Linked DNA regions of Mus musculus: all the other regions are linked to region 2. Evidence: chromatin contacts called from public Hi-C and promoter capture Hi-C data. All regions are on one chromosome and are shown on one strand. The core of a region is the stretch at or near the end of the contact, and the rest is flanking DNA. Distances in the headings are between cores, read along the strand shown. Region 1 overlaps Dyrk1a (dual-specificity tyrosine-(Y)-phosphorylation regulated kinase 1a). Region 2 overlaps Ttc3 (tetratricopeptide repeat domain 3). Region 3 overlaps Dyrk1a (dual-specificity tyrosine-(Y)-phosphorylation regulated kinase 1a). Region 4 overlaps Dyrk1a (dual-specificity tyrosine-(Y)-phosphorylation regulated kinase 1a).

The links. Hi-C and Micro-C count contacts between places; a contact is called where the count stands out from the background. Capture Hi-C pulls out chosen DNA fragments and counts their contacts.
Region 1: a contact with region 2 is called in a promoter capture Hi-C map of liver. The contact joins two enhancer-like sites. A contact is called at or near these places in 3 of 484 Hi-C or Micro-C datasets (LSK cells, bone marrow-derived macrophages and nephron progenitors), 1 of 115 datasets of contacts at active chromatin or transcription factors (double positive thymocytes) and 3 of 9 other capture datasets (adipose tissue, liver and pancreatic islet).
Region 3: a promoter capture Hi-C map of liver shows a contact between it and region 2. The contact joins two enhancer-like sites. A contact is called at or near these places in 1 of 15 datasets of contacts at CTCF or cohesin (large pre-B cells), 1 of 484 Hi-C or Micro-C datasets (LSK cells), 1 of 115 datasets of contacts at active chromatin or transcription factors (double positive thymocytes) and 3 of 9 other capture datasets (adipose tissue, liver and pancreatic islet).
Region 4: a Hi-C map of liver shows a contact between it and region 2, with 1.6 times the contacts expected there. The contact joins two enhancer-like sites. A contact is called at or near these places in 3 of 39 promoter capture datasets (liver and pre-B cells), 1 of 15 datasets of contacts at CTCF or cohesin (large pre-B cells), 3 of 484 Hi-C or Micro-C datasets (cochlea, liver and nephron progenitors), 2 of 115 datasets of contacts at active chromatin or transcription factors (cardiomyocytes and large pre-B cells) and 3 of 9 other capture datasets (adipose tissue, embryonic stem cells and liver).

Annotation. Positions count from the first base shown.
Region 1 is chr16:94,665,939-94,668,638 of GRCm38.p6, forward strand. It overlaps Dyrk1a (dual-specificity tyrosine-(Y)-phosphorylation regulated kinase 1a), which reads left to right. Exons shown (of 12, transcript NM_007890.2): 5 at 1-166. Among named protein-coding and RNA genes, the nearest start is that of Gm41504, 47 kb to the right of the region's middle. Within about 2 kb of position 1,418, at least 4 of the 459 cell types and tissues checked have an H3K27ac peak or open chromatin away from gene starts, as enhancers often do. A contact at or near this core is called in liver, where this site is marked.
Region 2 is chr16:94,448,034-94,450,733 of GRCm38.p6, forward strand. Ttc3 (tetratricopeptide repeat domain 3) reads left to right here. Exons shown (of 46, transcript NM_009441.2): 35 at 1-115. Among named protein-coding and RNA genes, the nearest start is that of Gm23692, 20 kb to the left of the region's middle. Within about 2 kb of position 1,333, at least 17 of the 459 cell types and tissues checked have an H3K27ac peak or open chromatin away from gene starts, as enhancers often do. A contact at or near this core is called in liver, where this site is marked.
Region 3 is chr16:94,648,698-94,651,397 of GRCm38.p6, forward strand. The region is part of intron 2 of Dyrk1a (dual-specificity tyrosine-(Y)-phosphorylation regulated kinase 1a); the gene reads left to right. Among named protein-coding and RNA genes, the nearest start is that of Gm41504, 64 kb to the right of the region's middle. Within about 2 kb of position 1,389, at least 8 of the 459 cell types and tissues checked have an H3K27ac peak or open chromatin away from gene starts, as enhancers often do. A contact at or near this core is called in liver, where this site is marked.
Region 4 is chr16:94,692,823-94,695,522 of GRCm38.p6, forward strand. It overlaps Dyrk1a (dual-specificity tyrosine-(Y)-phosphorylation regulated kinase 1a), which reads left to right. Exons shown (of 12, transcript NM_007890.2): 12 at 1-2,697. Among named protein-coding and RNA genes, the nearest start is that of Gm41504, 20 kb to the right of the region's middle. Within about 2 kb of position 1,294, at least 11 of the 459 cell types and tissues checked have an H3K27ac peak or open chromatin away from gene starts, as enhancers often do. A contact at or near this core is called in liver, where this site is marked.

The DNA of each region.
Region 1 (2,700 bases), core at 168-2,667, 220 kb after region 2:
AAGACACCAACAGGGCCAGGGGGACGATTCCAGTCATAAGAAGGAGCGGAAGGTTTACAATGATGGTTACGATGATGATAACTATGATTATATTGTAAAAAACGGGGAAAAGTGGATGGATCGGTATGAAATCGACTCCTTAATAGGCAAAGGTTCATTTGGACAGGTAAGTCTATCAGTTGTTCATTGTTTTAGATGGATGCCTTCTGGGCTCTGGGCTCTGGGCTCTGGGCTCTGGGTTTTACCATGCTTCCGGTGTCTCCTTCCTGTCCCCAGAGCACAGCATTGATTTTCCTCTGCATGGGTGACGGCAGTGGGTTTGGCTTTTCTCTTCATTCTCTGAACCCAGTGTTTTCCTGTCTTCATCTAAACACCTAGACTCCGTGCTCTCCCACAAGTGCTCATTCCCTCTTTTGTCTCCATTGGAAGCGGTCTGCACAGGCCTTGTTCCTTCTTCAGCTTTCTTAGTGTTAGATGGCAGCAAGCTGCCACTTCTTGCACTTGTGTAAAGGTTTCTGGCTAGTCAGTGCCACCCTGCCCCAGTTACTAAGCTGTTGATGTTAGAGGCCTGGATTATTGTTACCGCCATTGTTTAGGTAATTACATGTGATCTAAATGTACTTCTTACGGAGTACAGTAAAGTGGAGGTTAAAGTGACGTCTCATGAGGCTCCCCTGTGCTGGTGTCGATCAAAAACCAACTGTACAGCTGGTGTAGAAACCCAAGATAGACTTACAGTCATGCTCCGTTGAGGCTCCTGCAGTACTCGAGACCATGTCAGAAGACAGACGCACACCTATGAGTCTGAGTGTGATTACGTAGTAGCCTTGAGGGAAAGCAAAATATATTCTTCAGCGAGTGAGGTGATATTCACGTGTCACACATAATTGTGCTAAGGGCAAAAGTACATTGTTGGTCCTAGCAGTCATAGACTGAAACTTAGGAGAGGGCTGGAAACACAGAGGCAGCTCTGCCCTCACCATTGAGACCTCCAGCACTGTGCAGCAAGACCAGAGTCTTAGGGCACGTGTGTATCTGCTCCTTTCTACACCATGAAGAAGTCTGTCACCTTTTTCTTCTGAGTCAAGGTTTTCATAATATTTTAGTAATCCCTCTTTATCAATTTTTCTTGACCGTCAGAAGTCTTCACTTTTCTATAAAACCCTTAGGAAAACACTGTTGCGGCCTGCCTCTTAACGAGGGTTGGGAACCCCTGCAAATGGAAGGAGTGCGGTCCCCACTCTGGGAACTGCTCCAGCATCTGCACATCTGCTCCTAGTAGGACCTCCTCCTCTGCTCCTAGTAGGACCTCCTCCTCTGCTCCTAGTAGGACCTCCTCCTCTGCTCCTAGTAGGACCTCCTCCTCTGCTCCCTCTGCCGTGGGAGCTCTGGCTCTGCTGCTCCCTCTGACCCCGCAGCGCCAGGCCGGTTCTTTCCTCTCTAGCTTAGCCTGCTTGTCTCTCTCTCTCTCAGAGCAGAGGAGCACAGTGTGGAAGCGTGCACACATTTGTTCTGTTTACCTGACACGCAGAGATATGTACTGGTGTATGTTCATAGCTAGGACCTGGCGCTCACCATACGGATGCTACCAAATTTATCTAAATTTTCAGTTGGGGTCTGTCAAGTAAAGGACTTTTCTTACTTCTTTTAGCCATTGTTTATTAGTCCTAACTACACATTGAACATTTCCAGAACTACATTTGTTCCATAGACCTTTGGCTACTCACCTGCTGCTGTTACTAAACTCGGCATAGTTGTTGCCAAAATAAAAGAATATCAGCACTGCTTGGTCACGTGTTTAAAGGCGTAGCTTCTGACATAAAAAAGGAAGCAGGTACAATGTTCAGAATTGAGTCAGTTTCCACTCAGCTGTGTAGGACATCATTTCCAGTGTATTTGACCTTGAGTGATTGCGATTGTGGAGCAGACTCCTCTTTGCTGATACAGTGGTTGTCAGACTTCACTTTGGGGCCTTTTTAGGTTCTTTTACCTCCAGACTTTTTGAAATGTAGTCAGATGTATTTAGGACCATGGCCTATTCAGCCTACTGTGCTGCAGATGGGTAATGTGTTCGTCAGGTCTAACCTTTGTGTTTGAGTAGAAGAGTTTTAAAACATCTTCTAATTACGACATTCCCTCAGAGTACTTTACTGGTAACTTTTTCATAAGCTAATTCTCTTACGTCGTTGTTTTTGTGTATGAGAATCTAAAATTAGAAAATTATTTGCTTTCTAAGAAACATCAGAACCTTTTTTTTTATTCTTAGGACTAAATAAAAATTTTTTTACATTAAAAGAATAGTTGAACTGGAAGTGGCAGTAGATAGCAGTAAACCCAGAACTGGAGAGACAAAGGCAGGAAGATATGTGACTTTGACTCCAGCCTGGTCTTCATACTGAGTTCTAGGCCATCCAGGGTCAAACAGAGAGACACTGTCTCAATAATAAAAAAAACCCAATAGCCGAGTAAGTTGTTTTATTTAAAAAGATACACATAGATGCACACACACATACATGCACACACACACACACACACACACTTTGATTTTAGTAAGAAAAAGTGAAGGTTCAACTCAGCCTTCATCAGGCAGCAGTCATTTTGTTTTCGAGGGAAGAAAACAGTTTCCATTTTGTTAAGTTATGTGAATAGTTAGAAATACTGCAGGAAGGATACAAGAGGACATTCAATTAAACAAAATGG
Region 2 (2,700 bases), core at 83-2,582:
ACTCAGAGAGCAGCTGAAGGTAGCATGTGAGAACTGCGAGCAGATAGAACTCAGGAGCTCACAAGAGATCAAGGACCTGGAGGAAAAGCTGCAACGGCACACAGAGGAAAACAAGGTAAACCTCCCTGAGACTCGGTGATGGCTGCGGTGAGTGGCAGTGTTTGTCAGCCTCAGTCAGCTGAGCTGCACCAGTGGCCACACAAGAACTCCTTCTCAGGAGCCTCTCTCACTTTTCCCTGCAGCACACCCAGTGGCAGTGCTCCTTGTAGTGATGTAGAACCTTACCAACTGTTTTGAGAAAAGGACTATAAATCTGGGATTTAATTTAATTGCCTTGTCTGTTTGACTGAAACTCTTCTGTGTTTAATTCCAAGTTAAATTCCTGTCTGCGTTGTGAGGCACTATCAGAGGAGAGGTCACAAATGTGAGCCTGCAGCCACTCGTGGTTCCGTCTAGAACTCTTCCGACAGAGCAGTTAGCTTACTTAATATCACTGAACTTAGTTTGCTTATCTGGAAGACTTGGGGTAAAACTCTGTGGTAAAGAATGAGGGTTAATAAGTAATTGACTCTGTTCCTATCCCTCATCTTCATGAGGAAATGTCAGAATAACTCATGGAGCCTGTGCTGTATTCAAGTCTCTGGAGTATCTGGTTTGAATTCTATTAGTTGAGACTGACCATCAGTTATTTAGTGAAGTGGTACCAGTTGGCAAAAAAAAAAAAAAAAGGTGGCTTTAGTGGCAAGGAGATTACAGGTGTGAGAAAATGATGTTCCTTTTCATAAAGGGAATGGAGAGACCCATTTAAGAAGGAAAAAATGGTTTGAGAAGTCAGAATTAACATCTGGAATAATACATTAAGTAGTAGGAAATTAGCTTAATTAGGAAACTTGTCTATTAGAATTGGAGTATACCTGGAAGAAAGGAGATAGAGTAAGTGTGGCAGCACTCCCAGGACCTGTTCACAGAGATCGGCCTAGGGATACCAGTAAAAAGAAAAAAAAAAAAAAATTAAAGCCTACTTAGCATATGATTCGTGGAATGCAAACTTGAATAAACTACTTGAGAGATATAATAAAGTAAAATAATGATACAAATGTGGTATTGCCTCAGGAAGATTTGAACAGTAATCCATGTGGCCTTGTTTGAGTGGCAGGCAGATTCAGGCACATAGTACTTCACATAGGCATTTGGTGAGTGAAGTTTGTGAAAGAGACGTCTCCAGCTTCACACACTGGTGGTCAGACTTGGTACTTTATTCACACAGCTCATCAAGCCTGTTTGTACAGATGTTCTCTACCTTGGGGATAGAGCGCACCCAAGAGGAAGACTGACAGAGCAGCAGCTCTGACCGCGGTTCTCTGTCTAGCTCCCATGCCCTTGAGGTTTCAGACGTCTGAGAGAGGGTCTTACTGCGTAATCTGGGTTGGGCTCAAAGTCCATGGCCTTTTATCTCGGACGTGTTGGGAGCATAGGCAGGCAGCCCATACCAGGTTCTTCTAGTGCCTTTTCTTTTTGTGTGGTTTGCATCTGGTGTCAAGATTGTTCTCAAGAACATGGTGAGTCCGTTACTGCATCCCTCAAACAACAGGTTCGTTCAGGTACTAGACTTAGTTGGCGAGCTGTGTACCCTCTTAAATTTCGAACCTGAGTTTCTTCGGTTGTGTCTACAAGAGTAGGTGGGAATGAATATGATCATTTCCTTTTACGAAGCAGCACGTGAACTCAGGTCAGAGTTTCACTGTGAGCATTGCGCAAACGCACATGATTTTAATTCTTTATGCTTTCATAACTGATTTCCTATAGGCAGTTTTGCCAAGCAGGTTCTCATCCTGTTGCATAACCATCTCCCTTTCAAAAAACCAGATCAAAGGTGAGATCATTGGCCCAGAGTGCAAACAGAGGTGGCCTGGCTTCCACTGGCATAGCAAGCAGATTTACATTGATCTTAGAAATAAAAATGACCATGTAGAATACAGGAGTTTGTAAGGATGGTAGGCACGGGGTCATCTAAGTCACAGAAGTGAAGTGATGTGTTTGGAATCAGCAAGATTGTATTAGAAAGGAAAATGTGGACAAGACCAGCCTAAGGGGACATCACAGAACTTTGGTTCCACTCCTGCCACTTTGTAAGAGAGCCCGTGTATCACATCCATTCAGGCTGTTCTCTGAATTGGGACTCAGGCTTGCAGGAAGACTAGTTAGCAGGGCCATCGCCAAAAACATAGAAACCCTGGGTGTCTAAGGCATAAGAGAAAAGGGGAGAAATGGCCTCTTGAGTCTGTATCATTTTTTACTTTAATGCCATTACTTCCTATTACATTTGAGTAGTTGAATGTAGGGTGCACCATCCGTTTGAGGGAGAAAGCCCATGTTTTTGTAACTGAATCTTTGTTCTCAGTGTGTTCTGAACCAGCAGGATCAGGACCTCAAGAATTAATAAGAAACTAGTCTTTCTTTAGCAAATAGGAGTACAGAGTTTTATTAAGCATGTATTGGTAGTTGTGGAATTTGAGACTGGACACTATTTAACATTTCCATGTTCACATATCTCAAAACCAGCAGTTACTTAAGGAGCTGGGGTCTGGGAGTGGCGCTGACCCTCGCCCTCCAGGAAGGGAACCAGCATTGCCTCCGGTGTGTCTCTGCCACACTGCCTGAAATTCAGGCAGGTGGTCAATCCAGATGCCTTTAATGGCC
Region 3 (2,700 bases), core at 139-2,638, 200 kb after region 2:
TGTCCTGCCAGACGCTGTTGCAGAGCAGCAAGAAGGTCAGTGTGGTTGAGACAGAAGTGCTGGGAGATAGAACAGAGAGGAATGGTGGGAAGTGGGGTGGGAGAGGCGTGAGCACTTAGCCTGCAGGCTCTGGGGGCTCCAGGTGGTGAGATTTTGAGACTTCTGAGAACATCAATTTTGATAGCAATCCTGAGAAGCAACTGGGGGCATGGAGCCTGGGTAGAAGCAGTTTGGACCCCACTGTTCCAGATAAGGTTTTGACAGAGATGATAGAAGTAAGCTGGATGAGGAATGAGAGAGAGAGAGAGAGAGAGAGAGAGAGAGAGAGAGAGAGAGAGAGAGAGAGAGAAGAGAGACTGTGTGTGTGTGTGTGTGTGTGTGTGTGTGTGTGTGTGTGTGTTGGGTAGAAGGAAAAGACTGAAAAAGACCCCTCACTTGGATGGTGGATGGAGGCCATTTATAGAACTGGGTCAAACTTGGCTTTCCTGCTTGCTTTTGAGTCCCTGAAGACTCAGTTAAATATAGTATGCCATGCCTTGCAGCTCAGGCTGGAGTTTGCTTTGGAAGCTCTGCTGTAGCCCCAGACAGCCCCTACCAATGCACTGAGTTGTACTAAAGGAAGACCTGTTTGTCTTTAGTGTAGATTGTGGAGAAGACAAGAGAAGGGAAATGCTAGCACTCGTTCTCGCTACTGTACCTGTCTGGTTTCTTGTGAACAGCCAGCCCTTGGGATCTGATAACTTTGATTTGCACACCTCCCACTCACACAGAGGGACATGCAGACTTTCTGGAGGCCCAGGCTTTGCTCACCACCTTCACAGTTATACCACTAATGATAGACCTTTGCCTACAACAACAGTGTCCACGTAGCAAGCAATCGCATTTTAAAATTAATAATAAATTAAAATTAATTTTAATAATAATTATATAGTTTACCCAGTATATTTAAAATATATTATTTTAATATCTAATCAACTTTAAGATGTTAAGGAGTAATGAAGTTAAAGAAGTTAATGAAGTTTTACATTTATAACTTATCTTGGTCTGAATAGCCACACAGACTGTGAGCTATTGGGCAGTGCTGAGTGTCTGGCTCAGGGCTTAGTGAATGAACTGTTCAGTAGAGTTTGCTACAAAGATTCCATGTCATTCCGGGATGTTTGCTTTCATTGTGAAGCAGTTGAATGTTTTGCTGTACTTAAGTAGTAGTTATATGTTCCTGGGAGCTCCCAGGATCCAGTACTGACTGCGAGAGGAAGTCCTGGGGGGTTGTGCAGGAACGACACAGGGTCTGCAGTTGCTGCCTTCCTTCTGATGAGGACATACATGCTTCAGTTACATTGTAAGAGAATCCACAGTCCAGGCTGTTGGCATAAACACATTGTTTTTGTTGTCATTGGGTTTTGTTGTTGATTTTTCAAGACAGGGTTTCTCTGTGTAATCCACCCTGGCTGTCCTTGAACTCACTCTGTAAACCTAGGCTGGCCTCCAACTCAGATCCACCTGCCTCTGCTGTTCAGCCAACAAATCGTAACTACTCCTTGAGAACATTTTATATATGTACAGTATTTAAATAGTTGAGGATTTAATTTTTGAAGGTTTTAAAATTGAGTAAGGGGCAGAATTCTTAGTGGTTAGAGTAGCTGCAAAGCCCTGGGTACAAATCCCAGAGCTCCTCCTGAAAGGCAAGACTGTTCACGAGAAAAACTACCTTTTAACCTGGGAAGTAGAAAAGTTGGGTTTGGTGTGTGCCAGAATTTTTATATTAGTTATCATTCAGCTGGAAAGAAAGATTTTATGTATTAAAGATTAATTTACTGAATCTGAATTTTAGAATTTACTATATTTGATACTATATAACATGCATTTGAATAAAAGTGAGATAATCTTTCAAAAATTATCCCTTAGTCTTTGCACACTTCAGTAATTATGTCTTGTGTGGTTCCTCATATACTTGATATAAATTGCTGTGAATCAGTTTGACTAACAATTTCTCTTTAAGAATAACACAGGCCCACAATATCCCAATATCCTCTTCCTCCTCCTCTTCTTCCTCTTCCTCTCCCTCCTTCCTCCTCTTTCCCTTTCAAGATCTGGGATTAGAGGAGCATGCTGCCAAGCCTACTCATGATCACTTATTTGATCATAAGCTTCCAGTGGATCAAATGGATTTGTAGAAAAGTGATACAAAGACTTCACAAATCTTTGAGATTAGTGAGTTCATATTTCCAGGTGCTACTGTAAATGAAACTCAAGACCAATATTGGAAGCTTTGTTGTAATAAGTGGGAATTGTGAGGGCCATAGAGTTAATTGAAAACATCGGGTTTGTTTGTTTGTTTGTCTGTCTGTCTGTTTTGTAGCTGGCAACTGAATTCAGGCCCTCTGCAACACCAGTGCATGTCCTAGCTTCTGAGTCCTCTGACTGTCTCCCTTATTGTGGTACTGAAATCTTCTTGGTGTTTTGTTTTAACAGTTTTAACTGTCTTAGACTAGAAAATGTGGAAACTGCTATGCATATCAGAAAGTGGTCTTTGAATTTCGGGTCAGGATACATCTTGGGAAACACCATTACGTAGTGGAGTTGTTTTCTGACTTGTGCTAATCACCATTGTTTTCTAGGTAGTCTGGGCTCAGAGGTGTGTCCTGTTGATGCACTCAGGCTGTCAAGTGGACTTGATCGACTTTCATGCATCTCCCC
Region 4 (2,700 bases), core at 44-2,543, 240 kb after region 2:
GGGGATCAGGACTCTCCTATCTGAGCCTACTGAGGAGCAAAGCAGCCATTGCATGGGATCCTGTGGGTCTCCTGCTGGAGAGGCCACAGGAGGATAGGATGGAACGTGACTGGTCGGTCTCCTTACCAAGGCGCACTGAGAAGCAATCAGCGGGTCGGTTGTGGCCAGTCCTGGGGAGGTCTGAGTGGTGGTCCTTGGGATAACCTTTGGCCTTACGGATTTGGACTCGGAGTTAGAAGAGCCCACCATTTCAGATGCAATCACTTGTGGACATGCGTTTGCAGACAGTCCTTAATGCTGAAAACACAGAGAATGGGTAATTCAAGAGGCCTTTCTTTTAAAATAGACTTTTGTGACCCACTAATTGTAAGGTATTGCAAGGTCACTTTGCGTGTGTCATAAAGCTGACTCCCTTCTTGGTTGAAGGCCACAGAGGTAGTGGTTTGCTTTGATGGAAATAGCTACAGCTGTGTCCCTTCCTGCTTTTCCCTTTTCTTTGGCTTTTTCTCGGCACGTGGTGTCTCCACCATTTCTTCTGCACAAAGACGTCTTCTGTTCACCCTGAACATTTTAAAATGCAGAATTTTATGTGACTGCTTTTTTGCCTCACAATTATGCTGTGAATTTTACAAAAATTTATTTTCTTTTTTGATAATTTATTGTACCAAAGCTGTTTTTATAGCACATAGATGTCTGTAACCAATAATGTCGCAGGCCTGCACTTTGACACAGGTGTAACGAGACCGTTTTAAACGTCAGTTGAAATGATGGCTGTACTATTGCTTAAACAAAACTGGAACTGTTGTTGAATCCATAGCCAATACATTTACAGCAATCTTGTACTGGACAGAATAGATTGACATCTAATTCAAGATTACAACACCTGTCACATTCTAAATGTGTTCAGGCTTCTGAAGGGAAAGGGACACTGGATCCAGAAGCTATGGAGCCAGCAGTTGATCTTGTATTCCTGATTAACTTCCTTGTAAACTTGAACTTGAGACCTTGATTGAACCGACAGGTCCACAGTAGGAACAGGAAGCAGGCAGAGCTCTGAGCATGACCTGAAGGAAGCAGGCTGGCACTAGCAGTTGCCTTGTCTGGAGATGCTGCTGCCTTCAAGTAGCACAGTCTGGCAGTGGCTAAATCTGTGTTCCCATTGAAATTGAGCAATTTTAGGGTGTTATACTCTGAAGCAGTTGAATTGGGAGAATGAAGATAGAGTAATTTCCCTGTCCAGGATCAAAAGAAGCCTAGAAAGAAGCAGTGATCTACCTCTGCCAATAACCCTGTTGGAAGCAACGCAGCAGAACACCACGGTACTTTTTATTGCTTAATTCCACGTGGCTGACTAGGTCAAGGTTTGTTTGGTGTTTTTTTTTTTTTTTTTTGTTTCTGAGCAAAAGCAGGTTTTTTTTTGTTTTTTATATGTAAACAAAAGAAAGGCCTAAGCTCTGTGAGTGCAAGTGGAGACTCAGAGAGCCCCGTTTCTATAAACACAGACACTTCAGGTGTTAATCAGGAAACCCATATTGATTTTGTAATTAAATGTCAAGCCTGTGGATTGTTTTGAGCTTGGTAGTTGATGAGCATTTCCGTACAGAGGCCTCACCTTGAGCACAGCACTGTCAGGAGGGCGCAGCGCCTGTGGCTGCGGAGCCCCAGGTGCCACACACCCACCCCACGTGGCTCAGGTCATTCTTTTTTTCTTTCTGTGCTGGTTGCCACATTTTAGCAAGCACCAAAAAAGAAAGCAGTTTTTAAAGCTATATTTACGTAAAGAGAGCCACACAATCCAGTGCTTCTGCATACCGTGTCACGTTACAGTCCAGTTTTGTGTGCTTTACTACACAGTTTGGTTACAGGACTTCTGTGCATTGTAAACATAAACAGCATGGAGAGGTTAAATACCTGTGTTCAGATTGTAAGATCTAGTCCAGACTTGCTGTGTATATTGTAACGTTAAATGAAAAAAGACCCCCCTTTGTATTATAGTCATGCGGTCTTATGTATGATAAACAGTTGAATAATTTGTCCTCAGAGTCTTTACTATGCTTTTTTAAAAATTAACTTAAGGAAAAATGTAAACAGTAAAAAAACAATCTTCGTGTGCAGTGAAGCGGGTCCGGGTGTGGTAGGTAAAGCAGGCACAATCCTGTCGCCTATGTAAAGGGAAAAGACTTGTGAGACAGAGACATTGGCTGCAAGTGTCTTTGAAAGTAAAAATTGGAGGTTTAACAGATAATTTGGTTTTTAAAATGGATTCTTTACCTGAGTGATTATCATGTTGATTTGTGCTCCCCTGTGGTACTGTCTCTGTGTTGAGAGCACGTGGGGGCCTGTCCTGTGGGGATGAAGGACAGAACTGAGTGCCATCTCCCTGAGTCTGCTCTGTCCCTTTCCTGTGCAGAGCCCGGAATCCTGCCGTGCGGAGGCAGTTTCTAACCCACAGCCCTCTCTTTTCAGTGCTAGCCTGCACAGGGTCTGTTGAGTGGCCTTCAGAAGGTAAGAAACTTAGGTAGAAAAGAAACAAATGTGATTCTGGACACTGTGCTCATAGTCAGAGCTTGTGTACCAGAGCAGAACTGCCTTTTGTCATGGGCTACAGGACTCTGCTTTAGTTAGGTAACAAGCATATTTTGTGATATTGGACAACATACCCAAGAGTTACTTATACCTAATAAATAGTAGAACTACTTT